Regions from separate parts of the Mus musculus genome. Here region 2 is linked to region 1. A link is a contact called in public HiChIP or PLAC-seq data. All regions are on one chromosome and are shown on one strand. The core of a region is the stretch at or near the end of the contact, and the rest is flanking DNA. Distances in the headings are between cores, read along the strand shown. Region 1 overlaps Gm4606 (NADH dehydrogenase [ubiquinone] 1 alpha subcomplex assembly factor 4). Region 2 overlaps Rb1 (RB transcriptional corepressor 1).

Region 1 (3,939 bases), core at 598-3,097:
CAAACTTTATGCATTTCTAAAGATGTTTTCTTTTAGTGCATGAAGAAAACAAAATGTACAGGTACATTTGTTATTGTTCATGTGGAGATCCCTGCGAACAATGACATTTTAGACATCATGTTTTCATCTTTCTAAAAACACAGCAGGACAGAGCCCCATTCGACACAGCGAAATAAGTTCCTTAAAAACGTTGGCTAAAGCAGCAGAAAGTGTCTCCTATTTTAAGCACTCACAAACAAGCCCAGTTGGAGAAGAGCTCTCTGAAGATTCAGGCCTCTCTGGTTACTCTATTTTCCAGGTTTCCCTCCCCTGCTTGATTCTCCTGTTTGATAAGAGATCAGGTAACCATGACAACTCTGCACTGTGGCAGGCCTTTGTGTGTGTGTGTGTGTGTGTGTGTGTGTGTGTGTGTGTGTGTATTACATAACTCTGAAAATAAATCTGCTATCTGTTTGACATTTGCTTCCTTTTCTTACAAACTTTTTTTTTCTTTTTAACTCTCAGCACAGTGTATCCTGAAGGAAGCTCTCCACTTGAGAGGATTTTGCTGACAGGAGTGTGGCTTCCTATTAGTGGCATGATGGCTGCACCCTCTGAGGCTCACATTCCCAGCATGGATCCTCCCCATACACACTTCAGACTAAATTATAGCTCTATTATCCAGTTAGTGAAGGCTAGCAAAACCGTGATAGTTCACCGGGGTGTTTTCTAGCCTGAGATTTATGCAGTCTGAGTGTGTGCCATCCAAAATGGAGGCCACTATTACGTGAGCTCTGAAGGTTCACCTCAGAGGCACCGGTTTTATGCCAATGGGAAACATACTCTCGGTTCCTGGCAGATAGAAAGAACTTTTCACTCAATTAGATTTTGATAAGACAGCTTGACCTAATACTCCTTGAAAAATAAAGACTCTAATATAATTTAATATAGGGATATTGGCATGCCAAATGACTAGCTTCTATTATGTGTTCAGAGGAGATTTTATTTTCTGATATAAATCCTAGAAACTTGCTTAGTGATAAGGGTTTTCCTCATAACAAAGCAAATTCTTCAGTTTTCTACATTAGTGGCTATATGTGGCAAGTGACAAGCAGCATAACTCTTGGTTAAATGAGAAAAAGATTAACATCAGGGTCAGAATGAGGCCACTGCTTTCAAAGCAGACCCAGCAGAGACCAGTGCTTGCCTTTACCCACCAGCCTGAGTTGTATCCAGGCAAGCTGTATTGATTAGATGTATTTCCCTAATAGCAATATCCTGCTCTCTCTCTCTCTCTCTCTCTCTCTCTCTCTCTCTCTCTCTCTCTCAGGAACATGCTTGTATCAGGCACACAGAGCTTTCTCCTACATGTCTACCAATTAAGGGTTATTAAGTTTAATGAATTTATTCCACAGCACCCAGCTCTCTAGTATTTATTCAAAAAAAATCTCTTGGGACTTGAGTCTCAGAGCAAAAGATTTCATAAACATGCATATGAATGTGTTAGATGAGGCTGTTTTTGTTGGTTGAAAACAGACAGCGGGTGTGCAACCCTACGATGTCACGATATGACTGTCATGTAAAATGACTGTATTTGCAAGTAAACACCATTCAAGCCACTTTGGCAAGCCCAGAGCCTCTTTGTGCAGAGCAGAGGTTGAGTCCTGCCTGAGGGTATTCATCAAAGAAAGCCACAGGGAATTGGCTCAAAGCAGGGAGGCTAGCCCAGGAACCACCTTAGCAACCTGGGACTCTGCCAGAATTGGGCTTGTATGTGTCCCTCTTTTAATGATGCACCGGATTGCCTAGCTTCTTTACCTGCATATACTAGGCACACACAGCTCTCTCCGAACAAATGCAACTAGAAATCCCAGCCTCTCCACCCCCGACTCCTTACCTCCCACGCCCATGCACATTGAGCTACATGTACACCCCTCCGGGGAGAGGGGAGGTTTCTTCTTTCCTAACTACAATCCAATGTAGATAGTGTCTATTAGAGTACATTACCCGTGTATCTTAGTATAAGATAGGCCGGAAAGGCCAGTCTGGCTGGAATTGGCGTGGGATACTTGTGCAGTAAGGAAAACTGTCCTCAAAATGAATCCCCAAGATTATTTACCATCCTAGGCCTGTGCTTATTCGGGTGTTCACACGATTTTAAAAATGAGATGCACTATAGGAAAAGACACGCACAGTAGGAAAAAGGAGTAGCTATGTGACATAACCTATCAGTCAAAATTGAGAACCACCCAAACTGCTCCGCTTAGTAACCAGTCTCTCCTTCCTTTAGATCCCACAATGCAATGCGAGTACCTTGAGAACCCACAACACGTGGTCTGATATCAATGTTCAAAATGCCTTCTTTTCTAACCGATGCTACTGCTTGCACGTCTCTGTGAGCCCTTCTTTTCAGTTCTTTAAATAAGCGTCCGAAACCCTGAAAATACCTGGCCTAGATCTGAGCACCCAAAACAAGGGGCGGGTACCTTTGTCTAATCCCTAGATAGCCATTGGCTGATGAAAGCCTTGATGAAAGTAGCTTTGGCATATTACCTTCTGTGTTTGCGTAAATTAACTATAACATTAGCAGCACGGGCCAACAAGAGTGAATAATATGAAGAAAAGAAAAAGGACGGCGGTACCGGAAACAGTAAACACACCGCTCCTTGAACATTTTACGGTTAGGGAACTGATAATCAGATTGGCTTTGAATTGCGATTTGATATGACCCACCCCACTCACCCCACCCCATCCACTCCCCCTGCCCCGCGGTGAGCTGCTTACCTCTTCGAGATTTTGCATCTTTATCTTCAAATGGAATAATCCTATCTCAGAGAATTGTTGGGAAGTTTTATCAGTATCTAACAAGTCCCAGAAAAGGGGCTCAATAGATGTTAGCTGAGGCTAGTATGCTTGTCGTACTTCCTCTCTCAACAATGGACCCTGACCTTTGGTGTGGCCATTGCCAATCTGTAAGGAGCAGAAGATGACTTCTGGGTTTGCAGGACAAAAGGTAAAGGGAGGGTGGGCCGTAAACAAAACACCCTGGGATAGGAATGGAGGAGGAGTTTGAAGCACGAGAGCTACAGATGGTTCAATCTGCGGCTGGCATTTAACGGAGAACATTCCAAGATTCGCTTGCTTTTGTTGTTTGATGGTTTGGTTTGGTTTGCATACCGTATCTTGTGACTGTACAGGCAGATTTTTCTGAAGGTGGCTAAGAGCTGTCTCACAGTAATTACCACTTGGGAATTAAAAGACTAGAGGGCAGCTTGTGTTTACTTCTCTGTCAACCATTACCAAGATTGTCAGGACACTCCAAAGGAGGCTCTAGTCTTTGTCTGCTGCTACCCAGCCTGATCATCTGACCCCATATCTTCTATGAGCATAGCAGTTTTAAACCCTCAGACAATCGATGGGACCTGGGCCTCCCTCAGTTCATGTTTAAATAAAGCACATTATTTCTCTTTCCTTTAAATATTTTAAACTGGAAACCAGCTGGGTTTACAAATAGACATTTAGCTGTAAGGGTTTCCCACAAAGATTCCCTGTGCGGTACTCATCATCTGTTTAGACTCTTCAGTGACAGGAGGAAATTTTAAGCGCAGAAAAATATGTTTAATTGCTTCAAACAAAATGCCAAAATGCCATCTTTCAAAGCTTCTGGGAGCCAGTCGCAGCAAATATGCCTACTTTGGTCATTCTATGAACTTGCTGTTTTGAAAATAGGAATGCTGCCTCCTATCCCAGCTTAAAAGGAACAGCTGCAGAGGTGGTAGAAATACCTGGAAGGTGATGCTGGACTTGCAGGTCAAGTCTGCTTCTAACTGTCATCTTGGGGGAACCGTGCAATGTCCTTCCCTCTCCCCCCATTGTCATGTAGTATTTGAGAAGGTGGAATGGCTCTATTTGCATCTATAAACACAAGAAAGCATCTATCACAGGGACATAGCAGGCCAC
Region 2 (4,106 bases), core at 1,301-3,800, 410 kb after region 1:
AGAGAAACCCTCTCTCAAAAAACCAGAATGATCTAAGAATGAACAGCAAGAGTATGTTGGGAATAGAAGTAAAATATGATAAAAATACATTGTAAAAAGTCCTCAATAAAAAGTGTATTTTAAAAAGACTGTGCCACCCAGACACCCCTGAGAAGAATGTGCATTTTCAAAGATCTCTAGATGATTCCTGTGTACATTAAAGTGTGAAATGCACTACTGAGAAAATAGCCCTTACCATGGAAGAATATGCTATCACACAGTTATGCTTCGAGCCTTAGAGTATGAAGGACATGTACATTAGTGATTTAATTAGTGATTCAGAAGAGCAAGCTAAAGGCAACTTCTTTTTACATTTTCTGTCTTTTTTTTTTTTTTTTAAAGGGATGGAGGTCTCACTATATAGCTGTCTGCCCTAGAATTCACTATGTAGACCAGGGAGGCCTTAAACTCAAAAAGACCCTCCTGCCCCTGTCTCCCTAGATATGATTCACTATACCTAGCTGTAAAGGCGACTTCTTATAGGTTGGTAATATAACTGTCTTGGCAAAAGAGATATTCTAAAGACAGACACTCAGGTCTTTCTCTGACTATCAAACTAATGAAACAATGAATCTCAAATTAAAATTTTCTTAGGAATTCCATGCCAAAGGAAGGGAAAGGCTGAATCCTTGGTGGCAGTAAGAGGAGGAACTATATTTTCACATAGTTCTGAAAGCAGAGAATAGAGGCAAGTTGATGAGTGGGACCACACCTTGAAAAAGACGTCCAAGTTACACATGCCTCTTAGACCTCATTTCAGGAGTCCACAGACGGATGTGACTTCCATTTGCTCCTCTTGCCAACGTACCACAGAGAGTAATTTTATCTTTCTCTGTATTTTACTATTACTTATTCCTTGTTTATTGGAGACAGGTAGCTTTCTTAAGATTCCAGAGCATAGGTTTTGACTCCCAAAATTCAAGCAACAGTAAGATACCAAAACACTGAGAAATAAGTACCCGCTTGTGAGAAAAGAGGACAAGTACTGGTTTAAAAAGTGTAACATTTGGGGCTGGAGAGATGGGTCAATGGTTAGAGCACTGGATGTTCTTGTAGAAAACCCAGTTCAGTTCCTAGCACCTATGAACCTCCAGTTCCAGAGGACTTGATGTTTTCTTTTGATCTCTACAGGCATGAGGCACACAAGTGGTATATATATACACACATAAGCAAAACACTCACACATATAATCTAATACAACTAAAAAAGCAAACACAAAAGCCTGTAGCAATCTTTAGTGAATGAGTCCTCCAGTGCACTAACATAATCATGTCTGCAATGGCATCGTCAGCGTGAGAGCAAAAGTACTAAAGCAGGCTTTGTGAGAGAAGGAGGCACAGACTGTTCCAAGAACCCTCCCACCCCACTAGCACACAAAGCTACTGCAGAAAATTGTCTGCTGTCTTCCCTTGTATAAAATACCTCCTTTTTACTCATGGCTGGCTTTTCATCTTCATCAGGAGTAATTTGCAGAGGGGTTGCTTTGTGCATTAGTTTGTGAATATAGGGTCTCCTTCTGTGACCTAGGCCTGCCTAGAACTCAGAAAACAAACTGCTGCTGCAGCTTTTGAATGCTGGGTTTTAGGTAACTGTTAGGGCCACCTTCATATCCTCGATCGCTGCACATTCCCAAATCTGTTGTAAGCAGTCTCTCATCCATGTGTGCTCACTAGTTTGACTCTTACTGGTCTGTCATCTTCCTTCCTTCCCTCCCTCTTTCCTCCTTCCTTTTTTCCTTTTTTTTTTTGCCATAGCTCAGCACAGCACTGTAATTCACTTCTCTACTAGATCACAAGTTCCTTGGAGGCTTGGGGCTATTTCTCATGTTTTGTTTCTTTCACTTGGGCAACTGCAGTTCTTTCCAAATGGCTGATATGCAGAAAGAAGGAGAAAGGAAGTAAAGAAGAAGAGGAAAATGAGGGCCCGGTATTGTCTTGGGAAAAAAAAAGGGCTTTTCTTAAATAATTTAGAAACTATGAAGTAATTCTTTTTGTCAGAGACACACAACCTAGAATATCCCTGAGCCCTATTTCAGCCAGTATCAACAATGTATTCTGAACAAAATAAAATATTTTTCACTTTGACTGTGAAGTCAAGTCTCCCAAGTTACCCAAGACCATAACAGTGAATTGTGGAAAATAGAGGTGTGATATTAAAGAGAAAATGGATCATGGTAAGATATGTTTTCAGAAAGAATTGATTTTAAGAAAAAAAAATCACATGGTAGAAAAAAATCACATTCCAGTCCCCTGGTTCTTGTGTAACTGTCAACATGGCCTGCGCTGTGTCATTGTCCTAACCCACAGTTTTAAAAGTTACTAAGTCAAGTAATCATTATCTCACAATTCAATTGTTTTCCTGTAAGGCACAATTCTTTGTAAACTGTAACTTAAAAAGAAAAAAAAAAAAAAAAAGCCAGCGTATTGTTTCACAGCCAATAGCACAGGCAGGCACGCAACCTTTGTGCCCAGTGCACCAGAGGTTAATGATTCACCACGGAACCAGACAATACAGGTTCTTTCTTTGGCTCCTTCCTTGGCTTTTACAGAGCCACAGGCTTTTCTCCCTTTTGTGTTCACTTCCTGTCAACACTGACTTTTCAAAAGATACCAAAACATCTCAAAAATCTGTTTGTGAGTTTGCTACCAAATCAGGACTCAAACAGGCTGAGTCACTTACTACCATAGTACTGGTGTATAATACTGTGCTTCATGTAATATCTGGGGAAAGAACTGACAAGAAAAATGTTTAACCTTTATATGTAAGAGTATAGTGATCAAAACTAATGTATAAGAACATAGTAATCAAATTAGCTGCATAAGCAAACTCCCTTGTGTTTGGTGACTGAGTCAGCCACGTCTGTCAGTATTTACAGACACAACTTTCTTGTGGTTTTCTAGATAGTATTAAGAGGAAATAATGAACTACTAGCACTTCGGTGTCTCCACAGAGTCAGCTGTACTCCAGAACAGCCCCCACAGAAACACTGTCCTAAACAGTCCTCAGGGACTTCGACATCATAGTTATATGGATCTCACCAATCATGAAGCCTTTCACTTAGAAACTGACAGCCCTGCTGGAGAACAAGAACCAGATTTTGTGGTTTTAAACAACTACAAAACTGAAATAAATAAATAAATAAATAAATAAATAAATAAATAAATAAATCAAAACAAAACAAAACAAAACAAAACAAAACAAAAAAACAGTTCTCAAATGGTGAGCAGCAGGACAAAGGCCCACGAGAGTCCCATGAGACAGCATGCTGCAGCCCACTGCAGGGAAAGTATCCTAGCCGAAACACCGACAGACAATGATGGGAATGGAAACCCACTGGCTCCCAACAAACACAAGTCAACAGCACTGAGGGGACAGGATTCACACAACAGAGCTGAGCAGGTCTGTGGAGACCCACTTCAGCTGGGGCACAGCAGTCCACACCCATGAGATAACTCCCCAGGACTAAAGACGAAGAAGCCCTGGGGGAGCAGAGGCACTGCTGGAGTCCAAACTGCTTCCTACCTGCCACAGTAGACGAGCTTATGATCCATCTACAGGCAGCAGCAGGTAAAGTACTTACAAGATCACCTCTTGGATAGTGGGGGAAATTAGAAAAAGTTTCTGGAATCAGAAAGAAACAAACAAAAAAAGAAAAAAGAAGAGAAAAAGAAAAAGAAAAAGCTGGAGGGAGGGGAGGGAGTACAAAACAATTAAGCTACTTACAATTTAAATGTGTCCCAAAGCACAACTCAAGAATATTATTAAGAATATGAAAATATCCAGGAACCAGTAAGGCAAAATTCACAATATTTAACGTCTAGTAAAATATCACTGCCAGGCAGTGGTGGTGCACGCCTTTAATCCTAGCACTTGGGAGGCAGAGGCAGATGGATCTCTGAGTTTGAGGCCAGCCTGGTCTACAGAGTGAGTTCCAGGACAGCCAGGGCTACACAGAGAAACCCCGTCTCGAAAAACAAAACAAAAAACAAATCACCAAGAGGCAAAAAAACCAAGTGGCTGTTAGAAAGGAGAGAATCAGTCAATAGGAACACATCTAAAAAGAATAG

What was found. HiChIP or PLAC-seq counts read pairs in DNA pulled down with a chosen protein or histone mark.
Region 2: an H3K27ac HiChIP or PLAC-seq map of extraembryonic endoderm stem cells shows a contact between it and region 1. The contact joins two enhancer-like sites. A contact is called at or near these places in 2 of 115 datasets of contacts at active chromatin or transcription factors (embryonic stem cells and extraembryonic endoderm stem cells).

The regions. Positions count from the first base shown.
Region 1 is chr14:72,844,589-72,848,527 of GRCm38.p6, forward strand. The region is part of intron 1 of Gm4606 (NADH dehydrogenase [ubiquinone] 1 alpha subcomplex assembly factor 4); the gene reads right to left. Among named protein-coding and RNA genes, the nearest start is that of Gm41206, 5.3 kb to the right of the region's middle. Within about 2 kb of position 1,848, at least 26 of the 459 cell types and tissues checked have an H3K27ac peak or open chromatin away from gene starts, as enhancers often do. A contact at or near this core is called in embryonic stem cells and extraembryonic endoderm stem cells, where this site is marked.
Region 2 is chr14:73,251,096-73,255,201 of GRCm38.p6, forward strand. All of the region lies in intron 17 of Rb1 (RB transcriptional corepressor 1), which reads right to left. Among named protein-coding and RNA genes, the nearest start is that of Lpar6, 15 kb to the left of the region's middle. Within about 2 kb of position 2,551, at least 121 of the 459 cell types and tissues checked have an H3K27ac peak or open chromatin away from gene starts, as enhancers often do. A contact at or near this core is called in embryonic stem cells and extraembryonic endoderm stem cells, where this site is marked.